Linked DNA regions of Gossypium hirsutum: region 2 is linked to region 1. A link is a contact called in public Hi-C data. All regions are on one chromosome and are shown on one strand. Each heading gives the region's core, a stretch centred on a gene start, on an enhancer-like site or on the middle of the called end of the contact. The rest is flanking DNA. Distances are from core to core; before and after follow the strand shown. Region 1 has its middle 8.6 kb from the start of LOC107940820. Region 2 has its middle 9.9 kb from the start of LOC121221135.

What was found. Hi-C and Micro-C count contacts between places; a contact is called where the count stands out from the background.
Region 2: a Hi-C map of leaf shows a contact between it and region 1, with 2.7 times the contacts expected there. The contact joins two enhancer-like sites. A contact is called at or near these places in 2 of 34 Hi-C or Micro-C datasets (both in leaf).

The regions. Positions count from the first base shown.
Region 1 is chrA03:108,642,810-108,647,736 of Gossypium_hirsutum_v2.1, forward strand. No RefSeq gene overlaps it. Among protein-coding and RNA genes, the nearest start is that of LOC107940820, 8.6 kb to the left of the region's middle. Within about 2 kb of position 2,497, at least 3 of the 9 cell types and tissues checked have an H3K27ac peak or open chromatin away from gene starts, as enhancers often do. A contact at or near this core is called in leaf, where this site is marked.
Region 2 is chrA03:108,722,383-108,727,309 of Gossypium_hirsutum_v2.1, forward strand. It overlaps the pseudogene LOC107962944. Among protein-coding and RNA genes, the nearest start is that of LOC121221135, 9.9 kb to the left of the region's middle. Within about 2 kb of position 2,794, at least 6 of the 9 cell types and tissues checked have an H3K27ac peak or open chromatin away from gene starts, as enhancers often do. A contact at or near this core is called in leaf, where this site is marked.

The sequences.
Region 1 (4,927 bases), core at 1,247-3,746:
TAATATATTTTATGTTTATTCAAGTTCGACCTGGCACGAAATATGTGGTCAAAATTTTATCAAAACCTACCCATATTTATAAAAAATTAACCCAAGCTCATTATAGGCCCGCTCATACTTTTTAAGATTTTTTAAATATTTATATTATATTATTTTAATATTTATTATTTTTATATATTTTTTATTTATCAAACTTTTTTATAACATTATTTTAATGTTTACATTAGAGTAGTATTATATATTTTGTATATGTTTTTTTTAATGTGTTTTAAATTACATAATATATAAAAATAACATAATATAAAGTATTATAAACTTAAAAATAGGTCATGCCAGACTTAGGCTTTGAATATTTAAGCTCGAGCCTGACCCATATTTTAAATGGACCTTTTTTTTGCCAAAGCTTATTTTTTCGGCTTAATATTTTTATCCAAACCTTTTCAAATTTCGAGCGAGTAACCCGACCCATGAACAGGTCTATTCATTAGGTGTTCCTTTTGCTGAGACAATTTTTTCTTTTTACAAAATGTAAAATTTAAGTTTTAGTTTCTTTATTATGCTAAGATTTGAAATTTAATCTCTATACTTTAATTTATAATACAATTTAGTCTTTATATTTTTATAATGTTATTAGTTAATGCAAATAGTTAATGTCGTTAAATTTTCGATTAAACTGTTCGATGGTTATATATAATTTGGATTTAAAAATTATTATCTGTTGGGTTTGCTTTGCTTTTTTACAATATCAGACAATAATTAAATTTAAATTTTTAAACCATGAGTTATTGTGTAGTGGTTGCTCACATCATCCCTTAATTATTTAGTTGGGGGTTCGATCCTTACTCATGGAACATAACACATTTCACAGTCAACCATTTACCTCTTCAAAGAGCACCGTGATGAGGGGATTAATCATTGCTGTCGGCGGTCTAAATTGTTAATATTGTTAACTATTTCAATTCAATGCTGATGTCATTTTTTTTCTTGAGAACACTATTCCTACAAAAAAAATGTATTTTATCACGTTGAGTTTGAATTAAAGTTTTTTTTTTAAATCCACACCAACATTGTCAATGTTATTTTTTGTTACATCATTATTAAGTGAATTATTTTTTATTTTAAAATGTCACAGCGATGAATTTAATGGATGAATTTTAACAATAATAACAATTAAACCTAAATTTCTAAATTTGAAAAATAGACTAACTATAATCTTAAAAATAAAAAATTAGGAGATTATAAAATGTTTAAAGCATATTTTAACTTTCAAATTTTCATTCTATAATTTGGTACAAGAAAAAAGGAACTCTATGTGAAGCATGGGAACCATATCAGTAATAATAAGAGTAAACTACACCTAAAGTCATTAAACTATTAGTAAGTTTACATTATGGTCACTAAACTATTCAAAAGTTTTTATTTAAGTCAATGGGTTGTTAAGGGTTTTTATTTTTATTTTAAAGTCTGGCTAGCGAGCTAATGCCTATTCGACAATTGGTATGGTGGATGAGTACCCATCCACAAGTAGAAGAACATTTCTTATATCTAAATATATTCGATGGTTAGTGTAGAAGATCATTGAAGAAAGTTATTCAAATTTTGGTTTACAGATTTGTAAGGATCAATGTTGTTTTATGAAAAAAAAAAAGAAACTAAATTGTAAAAGAGAAGAAGAATGAGAGTTTTTGATTGATATGGATGGTGCAAGTAGAAAATGTTATAAAATAATAATTTCAATAATTCGATAATTAAAATGAAAATTTTTTAAATAATTTAATGATATTTTATAATTTTTTTTTAATTTAAAAGATGAAAAGATAAAACTTATTAATAACTTACCTTAATAATAATAATATTTTCCCGGACCCAGCTTATAAAGGGCGGTCATTGCAGGCTGGGACTCCACCAAACAACACAGTCCCAATCGCTTGAGCTGGGGAACCACATGCACTGTACTCACATTACCAAACAAAACCTTCCTTCACCTAGCTATTACTATACGACACATTTTGACACTTACTAAGATTTTTGGCACCTTCCTATCGCTCATCACTTGGTAAAAAGCAATCTCACACATATTTTTAAATTTTTAAATATTTGCATTTAATATTTTATACGATGTCACACTCAATACTCATACAGAAATTTTAAATAATTTGGGTTTGAGGAGCTGCAAGTAAAGTATTTTTTTCCTGTGAAATGCCCAGGTGAAGTAAGGGGTTTGTATTGGGTGGCTGTCTTTTCAATATAATAATATAATATGAACTGTATGATGGGGGTGGGGGTGGAGGGGCCTTTGCATGGCAGAAAGAGATGAGAAATTAAATTTTGGATGGAAATTTGACATGCATTCATACCATCTTCATTAAGAATCACAGCCAAATTTAAATAAAAAAAACAGGGAGCGTTATTAACTCAGATTTGTGGTCTCCATCACCACCTATCCCTTTCTGAATGGGGGGGCTACCTCTTTTGGAGGGCACACCTTTTTACTATTTAACAGTGATATGTCGACCAAATGTAGCCATGACTCTTTGAATTACAACCCTATTCTGTTATTACAACATTTGTATTCCATGTATATTTTAAATGTAATTATGTAACTATGATCTTACATATATAGAGAGATTTTATGTTTCTTTATTTACAAAATGAATAAAAGTATCATTAAAAAATATTATAAAAGAATCAAACTGAATATTTTAATTATAATTCAAGAGTCAATTTAGATATAAGTCCTTCAATTAACATGTGATATCACTTTTTTGTTAAGGGTGTAATGACTTTTAACGGATAAATAATCAAAACGTTAACTTTTCATAATTCAATGGTAAAAGAAAAAAATTTACTAAGGGGTAGATAGATGCGCGTAGAGCTAGGGGGCCTTGAGGACAAATATATTGGGCTGGGACACATGACACAATACATTATTGATTTGGTCCATAGTCCATATGGTTTAAGGGCCTACAACATGGGAAAGGGTATAATTCTTGGGAATTTTTTCCTACGGTGCCTACTAAAATGCAAATATTCATTCTGATGAGATGTAACCATTATGAGCCCTCTGATTTCGCCGGTTTCGTACAATGGGACTTCGGGATTGTATTTATTTTAATTGAAGAAATGATTGGTGTCAGTGGCAGATGAAATCTTGCACACGTGTGTTGTGTACCTTACTTGCTAGATTATTAAATTTTTAGATATTTTGCTCCGATATAAATGTAAGCCCTAATTGATATCTTTGCTCATTTGTGAAAAGGTACAATCCATGGCCTACTCGGCTAGGCCGGCCTAATTATTGCAACTCACAAACATGGCTACAACCTATGAGGGACATATTAGATGCATGGGGAAGATTCACATCTATATATTCCTATATAAGATTTAAATGATATCCAAAACCAAAACTGTAAATTTAATTTTAATTTAGTTGTATCGGTTTTATTATTATAAAAGAAAAATTAGATTCGAGTATGTTTTAAGGGAAATCAACAAAAAACAGAAAGGGTTAATCAACTATACCATCGCTAGCATGCACATGGTGGAACGTATCTTTAGGTAGATTTGGTCATGAACTAGATCATTCATTAGTTTAGATAAAAATATAGACTCAAAAAAAGAGTTTGGACAAAAAATAAGACCAATTTCCTAAATGAATCTAGCCTCAAATAAGATTTTTTGATTTTGCCCGAATCAACTTAAAATTTCTTTTTTGCTGATGTTTTGTTATCATGTCACTATTATATTGCTACTATATTTTTTGTTATTATTTGGGTATTGTATAACTCTTGTTTTATTGTTAAGTTTGCTACTATTTTAGATATATTTGTTCGCTAAGTTACAATTATTTTAGTGTTATTTAAGTATAAAGATTTTTTAATGCATTTTTTATTTTTTGGAAAATATTTATTTTAATGTTTTTAATATATTTGATGTAGTATATTTTTTAAATTTATTTTTAAATAAAAAATTAATACAAGCAGGTCAGATCAGGCTCGAATTTAACATTTTTAATTTGGGCCAAAATGGATAAAATTTGAGGTTTATTTTTGGATTTAGTCGGACATGAACTTAAAATTTTGTATTAGTCCAATCAACCCATTACCAAATCTAATTTTAAACTTATTAAAAATTTCAAAATTTAAAAAAGAATTAACTAAGACTTTAAAAATCTTGGTGAGGTAATTAAAATTTTTTTATAGTTTTGGGAGGGCGAAAGCCTCCTCTGACTCTAACTGAACCGTCCAGTGGCAAGGCCCAAAAAGAGAGAGGGGTATAGTTGGACCATAAAAGACAACACCCAACCCCTCCTTCCTCACTTTTATTCGTCAAACTCAAATGGGCTACGCAATCCCACAATAATTGTGTTAGAGTTGATCTGGGGTTTATCCGTAATCTGATTTTTTTGGACAGTGATTAGTAGATTTGAAGACTTTAATTGAGTTTTAAAGTCGACATTGCTTGGATTTACCCGTTGTTAGCGTTGTTGGAATTATATGCTTATTGTAATGATTTTATATTGTAATCTTGTAGCTACAACTTTGAGTATACTAGAATTTTTGATTAAAATCTCAATTCTCGTGGTTTTAATCCTTTGCTTTTAGAGATTTTTTACATAAAAATCATTTAATTTGCTTTAATGTATCTTTAATTAATCATCTATAGACAAAAATATATACTTTATAATTAAATTTGTTCTCTAGTTTCATATATATAAATTTGTTATTCAACGCATCGGGAATTGTATATTTATATCTGCAGTATTGAGACATTTCAAATTCGGATTATACATCTATTTACTTTTATCAAGTAATCTTTGAATTTGACTTTTAAGTCCATTTGAGGTCATTTCTTTGATCTCAAATGCAGTTTAGCAGTTGACAATTGTTTATGGAACTCCTCTCATATTTCATCTTCTCGGCCATAA
Region 2 (4,927 bases), core at 1,544-4,043, 80 kb after region 1:
AATTTTATTTTTAATAATAAATATAAAAAAATTAATATTAATATTAATTTATTTTTACAATTAAATTTAAATGAAAAATTGTTATTATTTTTAAATAGTGAATTATGTCATTTGAATGCAACAGGCTCAAGCTATCAACACTTCTTATGATAATAAAATCTTTTCCAATTTAAGCTATTCATTCAATTAATTCATATTAAATCATATTTGATAAAATATTTTAATTTAATTCAAATTATTTATATATTAAAAATATTTTTATTTAAATATAACTAAAAATATATAAAATATTATTATAAAATAATTTTTAAATAATGATATAAACTTTAAACTTATTTAAATTGAATATAATATAAAATTTTGAATAAACTATAAAAATAGCCATTTATATATGGTTTAAATTACATTTTGGTCATTGAACTTTAATTTGTTACATTCTAGTCACTAATAATATAATTTTGTAACATTTTGATCATTGTGCCGCTATTCGACTTTAGTAGTGTAATGAAACTTTGACGACACAAATTGTGTCATTCAACATGACGTATTATATATGTCATTACCACAAATTTAATTACATTTTTTAAAAGTAACCTTTTTTTATTTTTTTACACTTTATTTCCTTTTTCATTATTTCATATTCTTTCCATTTTTTTCATTGTTCTATTGTCTCTCCTAATTCACCCTCTCTTTAACGCACTTCTTCTCTCAAGCTTCATCCACACTTTTTAATGGATATAATTAGGGGTGTGCATAATTCGGGTAAAACCGAAAAAATTTGGTTAACCGACCGAATTCGGTTAATCGGTCGGTTAACCGAATTTTTTCGGTCGGGGGTCGGTTAATTTTTTTATGATTTTTCGGTTAACGGTTAATTCGGTTCGAAACCGGTCGGTTAACCGAAAATTTTCGGTTAACCGAAAAAATTAATAAATAAAATTATCCAACCCAACCCAAACTCAATTACCCAACCCAATAAAACTAAAACTAAAGTTTACCCAATTACCCAATCCAATAAAACTAAAACTAAAAGACAACCCAATTTACTAAAGTCTAAAACCCAATTTACTTTAATAATTTATAAATTTTTTAAATTTTAAAAATAAAAAATAAAAAAAATTCGGGTATTTTTCGGTAATTGGGTTAATTCGGTTAATTCGGGTAATTCGGGTAATTCGGGTAATTCAGGTAATTTTTAACCAAAAATAAAAAATACATAATTTTCGGTTAATTCGGTTAACCGACCTTATTAACCAAAAAAATTTCGGTTCGGTTAAATTTTTTTAAAAAAAATCGGTTCGGTTAACGGTTAAAATTTTTGGAAGGTCGATTAATTCGGTTATAGTAATTTCGGGTCGGTTAACCGAATGAACACCCCTAGATATAATTGAAAGAGTTGATTAAATATAAATTTTAAAAAATAAATCTCATATTTTTTCTTGAAGCTATAAAAAATATTGGATTTAATAAATTCCTCATCATCTATCAAATCAAACACGAGAAAAATAAAATAATGGCAGATTTATCATAGCAACAGTCACAAGCCCAACTTGAATTTGCAACAAAATTCTCCAATATCAAATACTAGCAAACCTCTCAAACAGTATCACTTTCACCACTAGCTTTCAGTCTCATTCAAGGCACCCCAACAACATCATTCACTTATCAAATAAACTTATATTCAAATCAATCAAATAGTCAAGCAAACAACAATCGATAAGCACAAAAAAGAAACCCATATTAAGCCTAAGATCAGATTTCTAATAAAGAAAAATGTGTCAAAAATAGAAGAGAACATCAAAGAAAAAAAATAGGGGGTCAAATTCAGGGCAAGGGGTTGGAGGTACTACTAAGACTTGCTTGCCAATCCCAGCAATCGGAAAGAGGTACTGGTGAGGCGGAACACGTATAAAAAAATGAGCCGATTTAACAACAGATGATGGAGATCCGAGCTTGGGTAATTCAAAAGTTATGTTTTATATCTAAGGATTTTTAATGAGTTTTGAAGAAAATTTATTGGAGATTTGTGAACAGGCAATCGAGGGAGCAGTTCAGCGTATGTTCGTCGGGGGCAATGGGGTGACGGCATTGGAACAGGCAGCCAGTGATCGTGAATGAAGCTTTGAGGAAGGGAGAGTGTTCTAGAAAACAATGATAAGTAGAAGAAATAAAAAGAAATAAAAATAGAGAAATAAATAAAGAGGAAATAAAAGAAATAAGTAATTTAAAAAAAACATGTTTAAATTATGTGGTGATAACATGGATGAGATGTTAGCATTTAATAGTAAAATTTATGTTATATTAAACTTCGGTTACATCATTATCGCTAGATAACAGAACAATAATCAAAATATTAAAAATTGATAACGTTAATAACCAAAACGTAACAAATTAAAGTTTAATCACTAAAACATAATTTAAACCATATATAAATTATTATTTTTATAATTTTTTTTTCAAGTGTAATATATCCCAAACTTAGATGAAAGTAGAAGTTATTTATAATTGAAGAAAAATGGTAATAAGAAGAAGGATGAAGTCTCGAAATTCACACCAAAAAATTGAAAAAATTCCCAAGTTGGTAGTAAAAATATATATATATGAGGTTGCAAAATTTGATGGCATGAGAAAGTGTGTGGTACCCTGTTTGCTAGACAGTTTTGAGGTTTGCTTTACCTCCAAGAAACTGTCATTTTGCGATTTTGTTAATGGAAGTATAATACTTACATGCATCCTTGGACACAAAGCACTAACTTAGCCGAAGGAACTGAGGTCTAGGTCTACCACTAGGACTAGGACTAGGGGCCAACCGGTATGGAGGCTGGGTTAGGATGCTATAGCATCATGCAAAGACCCAGACACCCCACACCCCCATCCTGAATTTAGAAGGATGTGTTGTTCAATATTTAATTAATATTTAAAATGTCATTTAACCTATAACATATTGTATTCTAAATAAAAGAACTTAAATTCAAATTTCGAAGACAATATTATTAAAAGTGATAATCATGCATTTTTATAAAAAAGAACAACATTTGCAGAAACTTTCCTTAATTAGCTTTCTATTGGGCAACAGTACCGATCGATGGCATTGGAACAAGATACAGATAAATAATTTTTTTTATACCCATTTGTAAGAATTTGTCGTGGTGATATGGGGTTCACATAATTTTCTTCATTGTTTCAAACAACTTCTATGCTTTAAATTAATTCCAGATTTCCAGTTTTGTAAGTTTTGCTTTATCTCTCTCTGGAATCCAACACTATCCATCAACACAGTTTTGTGGCAAATTCTAGGAGACCAACACAATACAAGGAATTTGTCCTTCAATTTAGTCCTCACTAAAAAAACCCTCCAATTTTTTTTTTTAAATATCAATATATAATATTTATGTTATCCAAATTCAGATGGTATAAGTTTAGCCTTTCTAAATAATTTGGTTATACACAGTTTCCTATAGTAGAGTATGTAACTTTCCAAGTTTCAAGTTTTCTATGATCTACCAATAAAAAAATATTATCTTTTAAATTTATCAAACTAGACTAAAGGCATCACAGTATAAAGATTTATCCTAGAAAAACAAACCATTTAATTCTCAACTCAGCTATGGAAGCACTTGGTTTATTGTTCCACCTGCTCCTTCTAGGTCTTCTCGTCCATGCAGAGTTAAATTTCACGTACAAAGGATTCCTCAAAGCAAACGTGACAACGGAAGGAGCTTCATTTATCAAGTCCGACGGGATATTGGCATTAACAAACGATTCAGTGCGACTTATCGGGCATTCTTTCTATCCATCTCCAATACGATTTAAGAAAAGCAATCCCAACAGAACTGAAGCAGCTGTTACATTTAGCACAAACTTTGTATTCTCTATCAGTCCAAAGTACCCTGAGATTGGAGGTCATGGTCTTGCCTTTGTTCTCATGCCTACTGAAAAGCTGAAAAGTCTTCCAAACCAATACTTAGGCCTTCCGAATGACACCGACAATGCTCGTTTTTTTGCGGTGGAGTTTGATGTAGTCCAGAACGTTGAACTTCAAGATATCAATGATAACCATGTAGGAATAGATATATCCAGCCTGATATCCAACATATCTGAGCCAGCTGCTTACTATTCCTCCAATGACAACCGGAGCAACTCGGTTGCTCTCAAGAGTGGGGAACCTATTCAGGCATGGATTGACTATGACAGCAACAAGATGCTGATGAATGTCTCAATATCTCCTTGTGGCACGTTGAGGCCTCACCGCCCCTTGATATCATTCCCCATTGATCTCTCATTGGTGCTAGATGAGTATATGTTGGCTTCTCAGCTTCCACCGGCTTGCTGGCAGCCTTACATTATGTACATGGCTGGAGCTTTAGTATTGAGGGAAGGGCACAAGATTTAGATCCAAGAAAGCTCCCATTTCTGAATAGTAAGCCTAATAAACTGATGCACAGCAAGGGATTTGCAGTAGGTATCACTTTAGCAAGCATTACTCTGATTTTCCTAGCGATCATTGGTGTTATTCAGATCATATTCAGAATCAGAGATGGAGATGAGATTATGGAGGATTGGGAAATCGAATATAGGGTGCATAGATTCAATTACTCCGAGCTCTTCTCCGCAACAAGAGGGTTTGGAGAGAAAAACCTCGTCAGTTCTGGAGGGTTTGGGAGAGTTTATCGGGGGGTGATTCATGGTACCGGACTAGAAGTGGCAGTTAAGCGGGTGTATAGTGGTTCTCGTCAAGGAATGAGAGAATTTGTTGCTGAAATTACAAGTGTGGGGAGGCTTAGGCACCGGAATCTTGTACACTTGCATGGCTGGTGCCGGAAGCAAAACGAGCTCCTTCTTGTTTATGATTACTTCCCCAATGGGAGCCTGGACAAGCTTTTGTATGAAGATGGTCCACTGAAGGGAAAAAACCTTACTTGGGACC